Linked DNA regions of Mus musculus: region 2 is linked to region 1. The links are chromatin contacts, called in public HiChIP or PLAC-seq maps. All regions are on one chromosome and are shown on one strand. The core of a region is the stretch at or near the end of the contact, and the rest is flanking DNA. Distances in the headings are between cores, read along the strand shown. Region 1 has its middle 49 kb from the start of Gm45985. Region 2 holds the start of Htatip2 (HIV-1 Tat interactive protein 2).

Evidence for each region. HiChIP or PLAC-seq counts read pairs in DNA pulled down with a chosen protein or histone mark.
Region 2: a contact with region 1 is called in an H3K27ac HiChIP or PLAC-seq map of embryonic stem cells, with 6 read pairs. The contact joins the promoter of Htatip2 here to the enhancer-like site in region 1. A contact is called at or near these places in 4 of 39 promoter capture datasets (the C10 cell line, cranial neural crest, liver and 1 more), 5 of 484 Hi-C or Micro-C datasets (cerebral cortex, forebrain, muscle stem cells and 1 more), 4 of 115 datasets of contacts at active chromatin or transcription factors (embryonic forebrain, embryonic hindbrain and embryonic stem cells) and 2 of 9 other capture datasets (adipose tissue and pancreatic islet).

What each region holds. Positions count from the first base shown.
Region 1 is chr7:49,687,672-49,690,559 of GRCm38.p6, forward strand. No RefSeq gene overlaps it. Among named protein-coding and RNA genes, the nearest start is that of Gm45985, 49 kb to the left of the region's middle. Within about 2 kb of position 1,505, at least 15 of the 459 cell types and tissues checked have an H3K27ac peak or open chromatin away from gene starts, as enhancers often do. A contact at or near this core is called in embryonic stem cells, where this site is marked.
Region 2 is chr7:49,757,641-49,760,528 of GRCm38.p6, forward strand. It overlaps Htatip2 (HIV-1 Tat interactive protein 2), which reads left to right and starts at 1,466. Exons shown (of 6, transcript NM_016865.3): 1 at 1,466-1,671; 2 at 1,958-2,153. The coding sequence starts at 1,574.

The DNA.
Region 1 (2,888 bases), core at 255-2,754:
AGCTTTTTTTTTTTTTTTTTTTTTTTTTTTTTTTTTTTTTGCATGTGCCCCTAAAGACAGGCTCCCTCCAACTGTGAGCTGTTTTTCAGGAGCCTGGGTTCTAGCCACAGTGATCACAGCCTTTCAAAGTTAGGTGAGGTTCAGGAGTCTGTCTTCTTTATTCCCTAGAGGCCACTTGGGGCCCTTAGGACGTCTGGAGGTCCTCTAGGCCTTAGATGGGCGTCCTATAAAAGGACAGTGTTTCCGTTGCTATTCCTGTGCAGCAGATTAATCCTAACTGAGAGCTGGTTCCACTGCAGGTCGCTGGATGAGGGAATTCTAGAGATTACAGGCCAGGACTGTTAACTTGCATGCCTCAGCTGGAGAGGGACTCTGATCTGGACCCCTGGCTCTCTGTGAACCCCAATTGTTTGGCCTGGGAGCAACCATGGGCAGTATAAGTGGGAATTCTGAAAATCACAGGAAGTCCTAGACAGTGTGGGTCACTGCTGACAGACAGGTCCTCCGCTAGGTTTGCCTGCATTTGAAATTGTGACCTGAAACGGATGTCAGTCAGGAGCATCCTTCTATGGTGCTTCTAAGGTGACGGCAACTGTGCCGATTAACGCTCATTGTCAACTTGACTGGATCTAGGAGTGTGTTTCTGACTGTGGTTAGGAAGGTGTTTCCAGGAAGGTTAGCTGGAGAGGGAAGACAAATCCTGGTTGTGAGTGACACACTCGGTAGGCAGGGGACCTAGAACTGAATAGAGCAGGGGAAGTGAACGGAGCAGGAACAATCATCTCTCTGCTTCCTGCCTCCTGCCTGGGCACAGTGCGACCAGCCGACTCACACTCCCGTGTCCCGTTCCCCCTTCCCCGCACCCCACCCCCTCCATGTTGGGCTTCTGCCCTTGTTTCTTGCCAGGCATTTGATTCCCCCCACCCCCCTGGAGGCGTGTTTCACAGGATCAAAGGCTACAAACCAAACTTTAGTGGGTACAATACACCCCCTTAATGCCGAGGCTATCTATATCTGTCTCACTATAATCATTTCCTCCCCAGCTACCCCTTCATAGAAAGCTCTCAGGCGTCAATTAGGACACGAAGCCTCAAAAGCTGCCTAGCCCCAGCCTGGCTACCAATGCTCACACCAAAGTGGATACCAGTCCGGGCTTAGCTACAGAGAGTCTCTTCCCAGGACTTAGAAATTCAGGCGGAGGGAGCAGTTGACTGCTGTGGGTTATTAGAGCTGCAGGGGTGCGGTCCACTCCTTAAATTCCAGTGCTTGGGGAGACAACTGCAAGAAGATCTGCAAATTCAAGACCAGCCTGCTCTACATAGCAAGTTTCAGAAGAGCCAGGGGGTACATGAGAGACCTGTCTCAAAAAAAAAAAAAAAAAAAAAAAAAGTTCTCTTCAAACTGGATCTTAAGGGGAAAGAAGAAAAGGTTAACAGAGGAAGCAATCTGTGAAGGAAAAAGAGATTGGAAAGGAGCCATAACAAGAGCTCTCCAGGGCTCCAGGCAGCAGGGAGTGCAGTGTGAGGTGGAGGTGGGAGGGGTGGGGGATGGGAGGACTTTAGCAATGTGACAAGACTTTCACTTGCAAACTTTGACAGTTTGTTTTGTTTGTTTGTTTTTCCCCCTCTGAGACGGGGTTTTTCTGTGTAGCCCTGGCTGTCCTGGAACTTGCTCTGTACACCAGGCTGGCCTCCTCGAGCTCACAGATCTGCCTCCCAAAAGCTGGGATTAAAGGTGTGTGCCACCACTGCCTGGTTGGAGTTTGCATTCTTTACAAGCTTAGTCTGACTAGGACACCGTGCGATCTCCAGGCAGGCTTCCCGGCCTTCTCATCTAAGCATATCTTAAGTCCGATTGATACTCAGAGAGCCCCCACTAAGGAATCACTGTAATCAGGCATTGGCGTCGAGGGAGTTATTAGTTTAGTTATTTTTCTGTAGGGCCTATCAGTTCCAAAGGAAAGGAGGCCATAGCTACAAGAAAGGGATGGGGACAGGCAAGGAAGGTGTGGCTGCAGGAGCCACCCTCAAATCTACAGAGGAAGTAAAGAGAAAGAACAGGAAGTGCGGTGAGGCTAAGAACTCTCAGATCCCACCCCTAGTAATGTATTTTCTCTATCAGGCTCCACCTCTTAAAGGTCCCATAACCTTCCCAAACAGCACTACAAACTGGGGATCTGGTGTTGAAATACGTGAGCCTATGGGAGGCGTTCCTTATTCAAACCGCCACAGTTCCCAAACTTCACACCTTCAAAGAATAAGAATCACATTGTCTTTCCTGTGCCTGTCAGATCAGGACATAGCAACTTGAAAATACTAACTAGAATCTGTTAACTCCGGCCAGGAGACTTTAACCCGGATCATTCGATCGATTGGCCATCAAGTTGATGCTGTATTAGTTTCTTTTCTGTGCCTGGGGTGACCAAGGAAACTTCTAGAAGGAAGGATTTACTTGGGTTTATGGTTCTGGCGGGTCCATCACAGCAGGGAAGCATGGCAGAAAGATTAATAATTAACTATAGATGATAGATGACAGCTTTGTCACTTGTCTAGCTCACCTATAAACATGCTTGGTTAATTGTTGAGAAATTCATTTTCATCACTATAACTTGCTTTGTTAATTTCTTTCCTTTTATTCTTTCTTTTTTGTTATTGTGTTTATTTGTTGCTCAAGACAGGGTTTCTCTGTGTGTCTCTGACTGTCCCCAAACTTGCTCTGTAGACCAGGTAGGCCTTGATCTCACAGAGATCCACCTGCCTCTGCCTCCTGAGTGCTGGGACTAAAGGTGTGTGCTGCCATGCCTGGCTTTGCTTTGTTAATTTCATTGATGATTTTTCTTGACTTTGAACACATTTGAGTTGAGGAAGTCAGCACTCTCATTCACAATC
Region 2 (2,888 bases), core at 216-2,715, 70 kb after region 1:
AGAGTCCATCTGACTGCAGCAAGTCGGAAAAGGACTCTAGAGGCAGAATAAACAGGAAGCGCTCAACACAGCCCCTGCAAACAGGCAGCGGTTAAGGCAGGCAAGCCAGGGCAGGGGCTCACAGGATGCTACCCATCATCCTAATCTCCCTGTCCTTGCCCAGCAGGGCTCCACCCCTAGTCTTCATTGCATCTTTGTATTGCTCCCCAGAGTGGAAAAACCTGTGTGGAAGTATTTGAATGCCACGCCTAGGCCAGATTTTCATATAATGACATTCAACCAGCAAGGCGGGGGCGAAAGTACCTTTCATTTGGCTTCTAGATGGAGCGATGGAGCATCACACTCACAGCCCATCCTTCTTAGCTCAGGATCACATCCTGGACTTGACTCTGGGAGAGGGAGTCTGGGAGAGGCTGAGTTAGATCAAGGCAAACCCACATCATGGAAGGAGAGAACTGAATCCTGCAAGGGGCCCTCTGACCTTCATACACCGGTCATAACACCTCTACACACACACACACACACACACACACACACACACACACACACACAAAATAAATGCAGTTTAGAAAGTATCTCAGAGTCATAGTATTCTAATCTCTATGCATCCAAAATCCAGGGCATGCCCAGTGTGGATAGCTGTGTTCTAACCATTGATCCTGTTGTGAATTGGATCAGGTTTGGAAACTCTTCCTACCGCAACCATCCAGAAGGGGGCCAGCACCTGGGCAGGGAGATCAACCTGAAAACTGGTCAAAGGAGCCCCCCTAGCTTCTGGCTTGAGGGAATAGGATATGTGTCTTTAAAGAGGCAAGAAAGAGTTTTGTTTTTCATAGAGCTTAAGTGGAGCTAGGCTTTTTTTTCTTCTTCTTCTTTTTATGTCTTGCTTTACTAACAATTTCATGTTTATATATTTTGATCTTACTCACCTGGTACTAGCCTCTCCTACCTCTGTTTTGAGAGCTTCCTCCCAATAAGTCCTCCTTCGCTCTTGAGACAGAAGTTCATATATTTCAGGGTGTCCTAGAACTCAGAACATTCTGTTTCCAAGGAGAATCATCCTTGCTGGTATTGCCTGCTTGTGCCACCACATCCAACTTTATCCAGGGCTCTGCGTATGCCAGGCAAGCGCTTGATTAACTGAGCTACATGCTACGTCCCCAGCCTAAGAAGAGACTAGTTTTTAACGAGGAGAATGAGATGATTTGGGGACCAAGAGTCAAGTCCGGGATGCCTTTTATCTAAAATCTGAAGGCTCTGGCCCCAGGTGGTTAGGAAGAACGCGGTTGCAACTAGGGTTATGGGGGACGGAGGGAGGAGATCTGTGCTGGGGTGAAGCACAGCCCCACGCCCCCCCCACGCCCCGCCCCGCTGCAGCTCAGCCCCGGGGAGTGTGGTTCGAGCCCTGGGTGCAGCTCCCGCGCAGGGGCGGGTCCCGCGCTCAGCTCCAGCCCTCGGTGGGGCGGGGCCGCGAGCGCGCTGTCACCCGGAAGACGTCGCGGCCGGTAGGCTCCGGCTGGACCTCTTGGGGCTCCTTGCCGGGAGGGGAGACAGCGGGGCTGCAGGCGGCGAGATGCTCGGTCCCACGGTGCTGGGCACGGTCGTAGCCGCGCTGGTGGCTTCAATGCTACTGTTGCAGAGTGGGGACGAGGGGTCCGGGGCTGCTCCCAGGTAACCCCGGGTAGGGAATGGAGCCGGGCCCTGCAGCCCTGCCCAAGCAGGCTGGGTTACCGTGGGCTGCGAGGCTTGGTGGCATAGAGACAACCTGGGCTCATCCAGCCGGGCACCTGTGAGGTGCTCGGATTGGCCACTGTCTGAGCTGTGACTCAGCACTTCCCTAGGGTTGGGACTGTGTAGAGTGAGTCTCTTCTGCCCAACAGTTAACAACCCTTGTCCCCCAGGGTAAAGAGTGTCACCTAGCACTCTGAGACAGGACCCACGGGTGTTGTTTCCCCAGCATGGCGGACAAGGAAGCACTGCCGAAGCTTCGGGAAGACTTCAAGATGCAGAATAAATCCGTCTTTATTTTGGGCGCCAGCGGGGAAACTGGCAAAGTACTTTTAAAGGAAATCCTGGGACAGAACCTGTTTTCCAAAGTAACGCTCATTGGTCGGAGGAAGCTCACCTTCGAGGAGGAAGCTTATAAAAATGTGGTGGGTATTTGAGCTGGGGCTAAAAGGGAATGTAGCTGCAACCATTTTGCTGAGGGGAAGGTGTCCATTATCCAAAGGCCAGGTGGTGGTGGAGACATAGAAATCATCAAAATTGGGCACGATGGATTTAGAAGAGCCCTTCCATTAATCCCTGGGTTGTGACTGGCTTGTAGGCCTGCCTTTTACACTCTAGCGTCCTGCAATGCAGTCCTGTGTTCAGAACTTAGATTGGAATGGGGTATGGTAGTCAGAGAAAGGCGCTGTTTATAGTTCCTAGAGCGCACTGCTTGCACATTTTGCTTACCAGTGTGTTTCACAATATCAGAATGGAAAAGTGTGACAAGGACTTTTCTCCCAAGCAGGAATCCACCCCACAGCCCCTGACTCCCCAGACTTGTGTGTTTGTAAACACATACTGGCTTCCTGAAGTTACAGCAAATGGTAATGCCAGACTTCCATCTGGAAATGATGCCCAAGTATCTTAAATTGGAGAGTCGTGGACATTCTGTTCTCCAGTAAACAAGAGTTACCTATCAACTGCAGCAAATTAAACAGCGTAGTGTGCTGCTGGGACCTCAAAGCAGTCTCCCATGGGCCCCACTTTTGCCTAGTGTGCACACTTGCAAATGCAGGTCCTTGATTTCCGTGATTTCCTGGTCGTTTTGTTTTACCAATGCCTGGTGCATCAGAACTTGCTGATTAAAATAGACATCTCTGCTTGGGCTCAGGTGGGTG